2 separate regions of the Danio rerio genome follow, and region 1 is linked to region 2. Evidence: chromatin contacts called from public Hi-C data. All regions are on one chromosome and are shown on one strand. The core of a region is the stretch at or near the end of the contact, and the rest is flanking DNA. Distances in the headings are between cores, read along the strand shown. Region 1 holds the start of cckbra (cholecystokinin B receptor a). Region 2 holds the start of lig4 (ligase IV, DNA, ATP-dependent).

Evidence for each region. A called contact is a pair of places that touch in the nucleus more often than the background predicts.
Region 1: a Hi-C map of hematopoietic stem cells shows a contact between it and region 2, with 4 times the contacts expected there. The contact joins the promoter of cckbra here to the promoter of lig4 in region 2. A contact is called at or near these places in 3 of 18 Hi-C or Micro-C datasets (caudal fin, hematopoietic stem cells and an unstated tissue) and 1 of 4 datasets of contacts at active chromatin or transcription factors (embryo).

What each region holds. Positions count from the first base shown.
Region 1 is chr1:33,238,887-33,245,595 of GRCz12tu, reverse strand. It overlaps cckbra (cholecystokinin B receptor a), which reads left to right and starts at 3,971. Exons shown (of 5, transcript NM_001114714.2): 1 at 3,971-4,410. The coding sequence starts at 4,251. si:dkey-1h24.6 reads left to right here. Exons shown (of 4, transcript XM_001923447.8): 2 at 1,735-2,070; 3 at 2,181-2,296; 4 at 2,410-2,928. The coding sequence ends at 2,550.
Region 2 is chr1:32,863,449-32,869,671 of GRCz12tu, reverse strand. It overlaps lig4 (ligase IV, DNA, ATP-dependent), which reads right to left and starts at 2,615. Exons shown (of 2, transcript NM_001103123.1): 1 at 2,597-2,615; 2 at 1-2,225. The coding sequence starts at 2,210.

The DNA of each region.
Region 1 (6,709 bases), core at 2,722-5,221, 370 kb before region 2:
CATTCTGGCAAAAATGTGTGTGCAGAAACATGGAAAGTCCCATTATGGTAGTGAAATAGAAATAAATAGTAATAAATAAAAGGACCATTAAAACTTTAGCAACTGTAACATATTCCTCATCAATTTCTAATGTTTTAATAGTTAATAAGATACTAATGTGTTACCAAAAGATCAAATTGTAATAAACAATTCGCAATGTTCCATTAATGCATTATATTTATTTGAATGCACACAAATCTGATTATACATAAACAACGCCCTTATATATATTTTCATACCTGTGTAATCCTTTTTTTTAAAGATGAAAAACAGTTTTAGGATAAAATTCTAACCGTTTTAACTTTTTTCAAAGCTGTGATGATCTGCTGCCGAAGAGGTGTTAAGGACATATCAACTTACAGTACACTGAAAAAAAATATTTAAAGATGATTCCTTGGACTTACTATTCTTTTATGTTAAGGTTGTAAACAATTTATTTGTGCTAAATTTAAACAAACATATTAGGTTGAACATTACTAAACTTAATTTGTTTGTTTAAATCCAAACACAAATTGGTTGAAACAATTTGGCAGACATATTTTTTTTGAGTGTAGTCATTTTCAGTAATACAGTACAAACAAATGAGAAATTATTAATATAGCAGCAAATAACTTTGAAGAACATTTTTGTTTATCTTTTTAGACTATTTATCCATTTATCAAAGTTTTATTGAGTTATTTTACCCAATATTAAAATATTAACAGTTTAATTGAACATATTCCATAAAGATGTGTTTGCATGACTACAGATCAATCCTAATTGATCTGTTTTGTATGAAATCAGTTCGCTTAATGCCTCCTCTTTTATGAGTCACTTTGGACAAAAGCGTTTGCTAAACGACTAAATGTATGTTAGCCCAAATGTTGTATTTGTGAGGCTACAAAGAATGCAAGGCTTAAACCAAAATATATTTTGGAACAAATATTCTCTATACATTTTACAGCACACTGACTTGGCGTTAGAATTCTCGCAGCAGAAAACATTATGCTGAGAGAATTAATCACGGTGCACAAGTATGATTCAGTCTTTCCTTTTTTGTTTCCAAAGCATGTCTCTATGACAACATTTCTCCACATTGCAGTTATGAAAGTTATAAAAGAATGTGAAATCAAGAAACTATTATGTGGAATGATCTGAGCACATACAGTATGTCAATGCACATTAATCAATTATAATGTTATTCATACCAGCCAAGTAAAAAAAAAAGAAAATGTAATCTCAAAATCCCAAAGTGCCTGTATCTTCAAGTAAAAAACCATACATCTTCATATATTGCAGTTTAGCTGTAACATAGGATACATAGAGTCTATGGGGGATCTTAAAAACAGGCAAAAAAAGAATAAAAATAATGGAATACATTTTAGAGAACAATGAATTTACAATGACTTTTTAAAACAAATGCTTTAAAAGACTTATTAACTTCCAGAGTGTTTGGTCACCATTGAGTTCCATTTCAAGTTGAAGCCACCATTAAATTCCATACAATTATTATTATTTTTTTTTTACTATTGAAGTCAATGGTGACCATCAACTGTTCTGATACCAGCACTTTCTGCACTTAATTTTTTTGTGTGAATAAACTCATACAGGTTTGGAACAATTTGAGTAAATGATGATAATTATCAATAGAAATTGTACGATGCAGGCTTAAATAATGGAGCTATATTTGAATAATTGTACTCCTCTGCACTGCAGGCGAACTCCCACTGATCGAGTATGTGCCACTGAACAGTACCGTTAAAGTGGCCTGCCCTAAACTCAGTGCACCAGAAATGGACTTCAGATTGTTTAAAGACGGTGATGAGGTCATCTCCATTTATGTGAAGATAAATCATACGTCCATCCCCAAAACAAACACAAACAAGGAGTTCCCTGCCGAATTCAGTGTTGATTTGGATAACAGTTCCAGCTTCATCCTAACTGTTGTGACTGTGAATATGACAGCCCTGTACACCTGTGAGGCCAGCATTAGCTATCCACCTCCATTTAAGTATGTGGACCACAAACCACAAACTATTGTGTTTGTTGAAGGTACGTTTGAAATTGATGTTACCATAAAACAGACAATTTGCAGCATTGTACATCATTAACACATTACATTAAGCATACTATTATATGACTAGAAATTTGTTTGTGAACAGCCAGGTCAGAAAAAAGACCTGATCTTTGTCAGCAAAGTAATCATCTGAATTTGTGGGTAGCTTTCGGACTTCTGGCTACATACGGAGTGCTAATGACTTGCATCACTATCTTGCGGGTAAATCAAATATTTGGGCAGGGGTAGTATTTGGTTGATGATTGCTGTTGCTGATGTTGAATGACTACATCATTGACTGTATTTTTAATGTCTTTCCTGTGTCGGTGCATCAGATCAAGCCGAGACAAATTGGTTTCTTCAAGGACAGAGAATGTGGCCGGAAATGGCAGGGGGTTCAACATCCAACCCGGCAGGGTTTTTACATACAACCAAGGAACTGTTTGACAACATCTACTGTAACAAAACCTCTCTAAGAAGACCATCAAAACAACAACAGATCTGAAAGCCAAAAGCATCAGTGGCATCCAGAGACAAGTCCAATTACATTAATGTATTTTCTGTTTTATATATTTTCATTTAATTTACTATTAAATGTAGCCAAAATAATATATTAGATTTTTATTATGTACAGTGATTTCTGAACTGTATAATTTGATCTCCCAACCCTTTTTAATTTTAAAGACAGAAAACATTCAGCATCAGTTTATATACTACACTTATACTACTCAAAATTATTTTGTTAAAGTGATTAACATAATTTGTTGCAAAAGGTTCTGCTGTACTTGTTTCTTATTCAAAGATGCAAAATGGAAGAGAAATGACTATAGCAAAAAAAAGTAAATTACGAAGGTATATATATATATATATATATATATATATATATATATATATATATATATATATATATATATATATATATATATATATATATTTGTTTTTGGTTTACTCCTGTATTAATATTATTTTATCAACATGATCAATTAAGATTTTGTTTATACACCGTAAAAAATATCTGCTCATGAACAGTTTCTGTATTTTGTGATTTACAGTGGGTACGGCAATTCATTTTTTAAGAGTAATTACCTCAGACATAATGATTTTTGTTTCCGAACCAATTAAATAATTTATTCCTTAGCTTTAACCTAACTCGAACCAAACCCTCAAGAACTGTATCACTTTTGACATCTGTTACTTTTAAATCAGGTTAACTATTTTGTACAACCCCACTCTAATAATAATAACTAACTAACTAAACTAATTTTAAAAAGACTAAAGACTAGATTTCAATAAAAACATTTAGAAAATGTATAAGCCTCAGGGTATTTAACTGTAAAATGTGTGTATGTGAGTGCATTTGGCACAGGAACGTATGTTTCGCTACCCCTTAAACCAACCTTTACATAAAATATTTTGCAGGTTCAAAACAAAATTCTTCGTTTTTCTTATTGGGAGCAAATGTTTTTTTCCTTAAAAATTGTCTTCAAAACGTGAGGAATATAGGCTATGGGCCTACCAATCACACACAAGCACACAAGCACACACACACACACACACACACACACACACACACACACACACACACACACACACACACACACACACACACACACACACACACACACACACACACACACACAATGAAAACGACATGTCATGAAAGGCCTGTAGTTTAGAGGTCTGAACCGTCTGAACCCCTTATTGGTTAGCCTGAAGCAGTTGGCATTTTCTTTTTTTTTTTCTTATCATGCGACCTTTCAATGATCAACCAACGATAGGCGTAACACAAGGCACCCGCTGGGGGGCGACTCAGGACTTATACATTCCATCAGCCAAAAGCCGCTAGCCTGTTAACTGTTAAGCGAGCCTGTTACTCTTGTAATTCCCCCTCCCATTCTATAATCACCCCTCCCTCTATGCTGACACTCTTCAAGCAGTCTACCCACGCGACTCGCTCATCAGAGCTACAACAGTTTCACGCGCACAAGGCTTTTTCTCACAGACGCGCGTGAAAGAGCAGCAATGGAAACGCAGAATTTTATTCATATAAAAAGGTTTTAGATAATTCATGGCGCAAAGTATAATTATTTTTTAGGGACATATATGTAATATCTCTATTAAAATAGCTTTATGTTCATTTAGAAATAATATAGGCTGCTCTTACAAGTTTTCTGGAATGGATATACAGAGACTGAACGAAACTCAGATCCCGGGTTGGGAATGCTCAAGAACTCCCGATAATTCCAGCATGAACATCTCTGCATTAAGCGTGGAAGTTAACGCCACCTGTAGCAATGCGTCAATAATTCAGAAATTCAAACCCACACGACCTAAAGGTGAGTACTAACCAGTGCATGCCAACGTTGATGTGTTGTTTGATTTTTTTTGTCTTGCACGTATTTTTTAATGATTATTTTCATTAATTATCAGCATTTCTGAGTCTTCTGACAATTTTGATATACAGTGCTCAGCATAATTGAGTACACCACAATTTGAAAATAAATATTTTTAAGTTCTCAGTGAACATAGGCAATGTATTTTGGTGCATTTAAACAAAACAGATTTATTAAACAGATTTATTTATTACAATAATATTTTAGTCACCAAACATATTTAGAAATTGAAAGATAATACAATTAAATTCAAGCAAAATATTGCAAACAACTAAAAATAAAAATTACAACCTACAAAATTTTAACAAAATTAAAAATTTAACAAAATTAAAAATTTCAATTTAAAATTAAAATGTAACAAAATTTGTTTTTTTTTTTTTTGGCTTCTCTTGATTTTTTTCTATTTTTAAAATTTCTATTTAATATTTTTCTAAAACATAAATTAGGGTGTACTAGTTTTTGAACCAGTATTTTGTTGGATAAGCTCCATATTTGGCTTCACGGAGAGACGCACTGACACGTAATCTAATGTATATGCACAAATAAAATATTGTATAGCTTCTTATTAAAAATATGAATTCAAAAGATTTGTGAGGGGTGTACTTGTATATGCTGAGCACTGTAGAACATACAGACTGTTTATTTGAGACAACCTCATCTTCCAGTTTCTTTTACCAGAAATAATTATATGATTCGACTAAAATAGCCTGATAATAATGAGGAAACCATAGATCCCCAAAGCCACTGTGCTCAACAATCACTATTGCACATAGACATATTAAATTAGAAAAAGAAGAAGATAAAAATTTGCTTTTTTTTTGCAGTGTTGTGCAATAATTTTTTTCTGATCAGTAAATTGTCATTAAATATGTGGTGAATTTATTTTAATAGTACTATAGTATATTTATGCAATAATATCAACATTAAAAAAAATAACTACAGTGCATAGCATGAATTAGTGCAACCCCTTTAAAAATTATATTTTTGTCTATATCTCAGTGAATATGGACAATACCCTTTAGTTTTCCTAAACAGTTATAACTTATATTCATTACCATAAGTGTTTGGTGTGTAATTTAAAATTCAATGAGGTATTGCAATCAATCAATTTAGCTTTGCTATTGACTAATCTAATGTATCTATATTATTGCAGAGCATCCTATATAGAAAATATACATTTAAAAGAGATTGTATGCCGTGCACTCTATGTCAGAAGTAACGTATAATATTATTATACAGTGTATATCTACCATTCACTAATCATTATAGATATTCAAAACCTTAACCAAAAAGAAAAACTTAAATCCATTTGCTCAAAATTAAATTGCCTGCAAAGACACCTGGGGTACAAAAATTTCATCTGTTCATTTTTGTAATTTTTAGAAATCCAATTTGACATTGATGAACTAATAAAACCTTTCAGTTGGAAATAAATAAACCCCATTTTATTTCATTTTATGCAGAAACACTCTAGCAAGTTTCTTACCTCAGATTAGCAAACTGCTACAGCGATTCAGACAATCTTTTCTTCTTTTATGAATCTACGCATTTAATAGATCCACATATTGGTGACTCATCAATTAGGTGTTTCTGCTCTTTGTAAAAGATGGTGAGATGATCTAGATTTAGCTTCTCATCTGTGAACAACCTGACGAGCTTTTTTATAGTGTGAAAGAAGAAAGTTGGCATTATGGCATAATAAAATGTAGAGCAGGTTTACGTGAACAAGTAGATACAGTATTTGTATTTGATTTTAACAAACAATGTATAAAAATGTTTTCAATTCTTTAAGCATTCATAAGAAATTGCATTAAATCAAGCGTATAAACTTAAAAATGGGTTATTTAAAAACTGGATTATACAAATGTTGTTAATCCAATCCAAATATGTTTAAAATGTGGACAAACCATATTGATGCAATAACATTGCATATTGATGCAATTACATTGCAGTTTTACATTCAATTTAAAACCCACCTCAAACCCCTTGATTGGTGTTGTCAGCATTTTATTCTTAAAAAAAGTGTGTGGGCCATTTATTGCATGTATAAACACATTAGATCATCTGTATTCCTCCAACTGTTTCAGTAGAGTCATCCAAATGCACATTAGTTCCTTCCAATCCTATGATTGCCATGCCTGATTAATGTGTGTGTATATATAGTAATCAAACAATTACAGGATTGGAACAAACGTATCATATATACAGAGTGGAGAAATGCGGCTCTAGGTTATGCCCAAGG
Region 2 (6,223 bases), core at 1,366-3,865:
TTATTTTCCAGACACTCTAAAAGCCAAGTAGCCCACACCACATCATGCTGATCTGATGAGATGAGGTTCTTCACTCTCATGTTCTGCACAGCTGCAATGGCGCAGTACGTGTCCTTTCCAGGATTCTGCACAACGATGCCTCCACAGCGCGCCACGCCTTTTTCAAGCTCTGCTTTGGAATGTTCATCATCGCCATTTATCACACAAAACTCAACCTCTTCAAACATATCTGTCTCTTTGGCAACCTTTGACAAATCCTGGGATTTAAAGTGGTCAATGACTCCTATGGTCTTCTTGGGCTTGGCGACGATTTTGCGCTTCTTCTTTTCAGGCTGGTCTTCATGGATGTTTAGATGTCTTGATGCCAGCTTTCCGGAAGCTTTAGACCGAAACTGGTTCAGGTCATCCAAGGTCATGCACTGATGCCACTCTTTGTCTTCTCGGATTCTTTCTATTCTAGGGAAACGCAATGTGCAGTCGGTCTTATACATTTCGCTTGTGACGATCTCTGCTGCTTTGACTTGTAAGATCACAGAGTTGCGTGGTTCTATGTAAACCTCTGGCTTTTCTGTCCCACACAAAATGGCTGCGGGAGGATTATTTTTGTTGTATACTTTCCAATGTTTGGCCAACTTCACACCAAGATCATATAGTTCTTTTAAGGTATAGCCAGATCCAATGCGACACAGCGTGTGGAACACCGTGGGCTTTTCCCCAGGACTTGGCACCTCAGCTACCGCGCAGAGAAAATGAGAAAGCATCCCACTTCTCCTGCCTTTACCCCAGTAACCACCCACTATCAGCAGATCAAGTTCATCCATTAGCCCATCCACATATTCAGGTTTAATCTTTAGCCATCCTTCCCCACGTTTATCTGGTTTGTAAATGGACATTGGATCCTTAACCATAATCCCCTCTTCACGATTGTCAATGGCCTCGTTGAGAGAATTCACCACTTCTTGCATGGTTCTGCCTTCGGATTTAGAGACCAGGTGGATACGGCCTTTGATGGGGGAGAAGACAGTCTCAAGACTTTCGTAACGCTTCTTGAGAGGTTCCTTTCCAAACTTCTGATTGTTTATCAACAAGACATCAAATACGCAAAAGCAGGTTTGCAAATCAGAGTCATCCACCAGCCTTTTAATATCAAACTTACTGCCCTTCTGCATGAAGGTCTCAGTTTTAGGGTTATAAGCCATCATCTCTCCATCTAGAATGCAGTTCACCACATGAGGGCTAAAGACATTGTGAATGTATGGTGTGAGGGAGCCCTCTAGTGGAGAGGCCCCAAACTGTTGGGTATACTCATAAGAATTCCTTGTGTAATATTTGTAAACATCTCCAGCTTTGTGCAGTTGAATGCGTTCACCATCTAGCTTCGTCTCAATGTAGAAAGGCCGGTTGCCCATTTGCTTCTCTATCTGTCTGATATTGGCAACAGCAGCCAGCATTGGTTTAAAAGCAGAGAATAGATCAATGGAGACTTCACTGAGAGACACAGATGGGTCATGAAGTTGTCTGCATACTTTATTCAGATCTGTGGTGACATTGTAGAATTCTGGTGCATCTGGATGGAAAACCTGAAGAACAGTCTCCTTGCTAATGCCAAGTTTCATGTCCTTGAGGATCATTCTAATGAGCCACTTCTGTTCCAAAGCTGAACTCTGAGTTATCAGATACAAAAGGCTTTTCTTAACTTGATCCTTCTGTTTGCTGGCATTGTTGATAGCTACAGAATCCAAGAAGTCATTGACTTCTTTAATGCTTAAATTTCCCTGACTTGTGCACCTTTTTTTCAGGACAAAGTAGGCCATAAGGGCAAAGTCACCTGCTTCTCCTTGAGAAGTGGTTGGAGCTCTGTAATTTAAAAGTTTGTTTGCCTCATCTCCATTTTTAGGTAGACCTAAAACCTCAATATACAGTTTGGCAAGCATGTTCTCTTTTATACCATAAGCCATTCGCTCCCTCTCAAATGAAGGCACAATGAGACGCATAGCAGCGTAAAATGAATCTGCTGTGTCCGGGTTGTCCTTGTGAAGTGCTGCATGGAAATTCCTCCATGAATCTATAAATTCCTTTAGGATTTTGCTTTTGTCTGGTCGGAGTTTAGTCTTCTGAATTTTCTCCAAAACTGTGCAGAGGTGAATGAACGGAACTTGCGCAGCAACAAATGCCTGTGGTTTGGCATCACTTTTTGAGACACTTTCCATAATTGCAGAAGACACCTTTAAGGGGAAAAGAAAAACAAATCACACAACAGCAAAGGTTATATAAGGGAGTTTTGATTCAAACTGTTTTGATTTTAATGAGATTAAATTCAATTGATAATTTTAAGGCACTTTTTGAAGGCACATTCATTCATTCGTTCATTTATTTGTTTGTTTAGTTGGTTAGTTTGTAACAGAGGGTACGCCTTTCCAACCTAAGAACATGAATAGAACTTACTTACACTCTTTAGATTAATGATAAATGGTCAACGTACAATAGTAGTAATATGTGCATATGTAAATAATGTAAATGTAAACATTGTTTTGGCAAATAAATGTAATATTTACAAAGCAGAAAACATAACATGCATACGAAGACTGTAACTCACGGAAGAAACTGTAGTCGCTGGACATCAACTTCCGTGTTATTTAATAGAAAGTTAAACGGCGCCAGAGACATTCGTTTATTTAATAAAAAAAAAAGTTTCTACAAATAACGTGACTTGTTGTTATGGCTTTATCATAGCTTCTTCGTTCATGCAATGTTACTGTATGCACTGCAACGAATCTTCCAAATTCCTTTTTCATCAACAGTCAGGGTGCTTTTAGATGTAACTCAAGGAAGTTAATTCTTCTCGGTTTCATGGCTTCTCATGCCGATAGAACTTTACTGCCACCTACTGTACATTATAACAACCTCAACAAGATTAAGACTATTAAAAACATAATAATAATAATAATAATAATAATAATAATAAACCACAACATTGCGATAGAGTAGCTATTGCCTATGCTATGACATTTAATGTGCAATGTAATCAAATAATTAAATTAATACATTATTTAATGACAATTCAGGAATCAATACAATCCATCTTTCAAATTGATAAGTAAGTAAAATTAGCACTATAACCTATAAAGCCACCAAGACTTTAAAAAAAATTGAAAAGTTATTTCAATGTAAAAAAAACACTAGATTGATAAAGTACTTTTTATTCATAAAATAACATATTCATTACAAATGTAAAAATATCACACTATTAAATGAGACAAAAAGTATAAAACAAAATTACTTTTAAATGACTAAAATATGATACTAAAATCAAGATGGAGGTGCCAGAAGAATCTTTACCCAAGAGTTACTTAAAACATTCATTCCTTTAACAAAGCAAACTTTTTACTATAAGGTACAACTTTAGTAAAAATCAACTAAATGGGTAAGGAAAGTATTTGAATGAAATTTGAATCAGTTAAGACCTGTGCTTTTTTTCTTCTTTTTTTTTTAATGACAACAAAAGATAACAAGGACCGATTCTCTCACAATGGTAATTTGAACCAGAGTATTTTAAACAAGAAACATTGTAAGTTTATAAATATAAATATGGATTTTATTCATTCATTCATTTTCTTGTAGGCTTAGTCCCTTTATTAATCCAGGGTCACCACAGCGGAATGAACCGCCAACTTATCCAGCAAGTTTTTACGCAGCGGATGCCCTTCCAGCCACAACCCATCTCTGGGAAACATCCACACACATTCACACACACACTCATACACTACGGACAATTTGGCCTACCCAATTCACCTGTGCCGCATGTCTTTGGACTGTGGGGGAAACCGGAGCACCCAGAGGAAACCCACACTAAGGCAGGGAGAACATGCAAACTCCACACAGAAACGCCAACTGAGCCGAGGTTCGAACCAGCGACCCTCTTGCTGTGAGGCGATAGCACTACTGCGCCACTGCCTCGCCTGCATTTAATTTGTAAATGTTGATGTCATTGTTACACTAATGGCCAGTGGTTTATCTAAACCAGCTATTCTTTTAATCTAAAATTGCATGTTAGTATTTTTGGCTTGTAGTTGTGTTTATTCTCTTAATTGAGTTGTCTATTTTATACTTTTTTCACACAGTTTTACACTCTGTGTTATGAATATATTCATGTTTGAAAATTAACAAGTCAGCTTTAGAGTGGAATATTGAGGGGGCGGGGACTGAACTTGAATTAAATACAGAAATATTATATCCCATAATGTTAAAGATAAAAGTTTGGTTTACTAACAATTCTTTATTGAAAAGTGGAAACTTTCCCAATTTGAACAAACACTGATGATAATTATGTGGAGTGCTGCATGTATAAGCAACTTTGAGTTTTTAATTAATTTCTAATAAACAAAAACATGCATGCAATTTAAACTATACCATTTCCCCCCCCAAAATATAGTCTTTTTTTCTGTTTAATGTTTACAGACGGTGGTCTAGTAAGACTTGAGGTGTAAAATGACGTTAGATTTATTTATCCAAAATTACAGAAATTCCTTTAAATAAAAACTTCAAATACATCCTACTTTCCTTGTTATACAGCTATTCATGGGTTCTGCAATTCCATTCATGTTCTTCCACACTGCATAATTTGTAAGAGGCCTACTGTTGAACTATGTTTCAAGTATAAACAAAAAGCAGGTAATAAGACAATACAGTGTACTTATCATTTAAGTATTTATTTAAAGTATACTTAAAAATATTTTCATAAGCTTAAAAAATGCTACATGTAATTTTAGGCCTATCAGTACTTATAATGTCATTAGAATAGCATATGGTTTAGTTGCTGTTGTAAAACATAAATAATCGGGAGAAGCAGTGGTAATATGCAGTTTCAACCAAAAGTGAAATGAAAAATGGCAGATTATGCACATAAAAAGCTTTGAAAATGTTAGAATGAGTCAGTATTTAAAAAGTTTTTTCTGTATGAAGTGTGTTACGACCCCAGTCACAACATTAAATGAGGGAAAAACACAAATGGATCAGTCTAGGGGTTTTATTAATTAAACAATCAAATATAAATAAAGTGTGGGGAGGAAACACAATAAACACAGGCTGAGAACAAAGGAGCACAACTCCACGTCTGGACGGCCGCTCAAATCCCCGTCTCTGAATCACTGCAGCACGAGCTCTTAAATAGCCGACGATGAATTGCCTGCAGGTGCGGAGGAAAATCAACTCTAAATGAAAACACAAGCAGCAACACAACACAGGAGGGCGACAAAGTAACAAATAAATAAATAATAAATACATGGACATGTAACACCTTCATCCCCCAAAAGTGTTTCCATCACCAAAACACAAAGTAAAAATTTTATTTTCAAACACCTTTTCCCGAACACCATTTCATGCACCTTACCCCCTTATTCCACCCGGGACAGTGCATCAGCCACCACGTTGTCACAACCTCGGACATGCTTAATGTCAAGGTCGTAGGGCTGCAAAAATAAACTCCAGCGCATCAAACGCTGATTAGAGTTACGCATGGTGTTTAGGAAAGTAAGAGGATTGTGGTCACAATATACAACAATCGGGTGATAATTGGACAGATAAACTTCAAAATGCTGGATGGCTAGAACCATTGCTAAAGCCTCCTTTTCAATGGTAGAATACTTCCGTTGTGTAGAAGTAAACTTCTTTGAAAAGTAACATACTGGGTGTTCTACTTCAGCACCTCTTTGCTGAAGGACAGCTCCCGCACCAACATCGCTTGCATCCACCGCAAGACTGAATGGCTTCAAATAATCTGGTGCAGCCAACACTGGAGCTGAAATCAACAAAGACTTTACATTCTGAAATGCACATTGGCATGCATCGGACCACTCAAATTGGATCTTTGGACTCAACAGATCGGTTAGCGGAGAAACAACTGTAGCAAAGTTCTTACAAAATGAACGGTAGTAACCTACCATACCTAGAAAACGACGCAATTGCTTGCGGTCCTTCGGAGAGGGAAAATCACAAATTGCAGTCACCTTAACAGCAACTGGGCGCACTTCACCATTACCAATAACTTTTCCCAGGTAATCAATAGTGGCTTTACCAAATTCACATTTGGCCAAGTTAACGGTAAGTTTAGCTTCTGCCAATCGATTAAAAACCTGTCGAAGCAAACTCATGTGCTCTTGCCATGTCGAACTATACAACACTACATCATCCAGGTACGCTTCGCAATTTGGAACACCGGCCAACA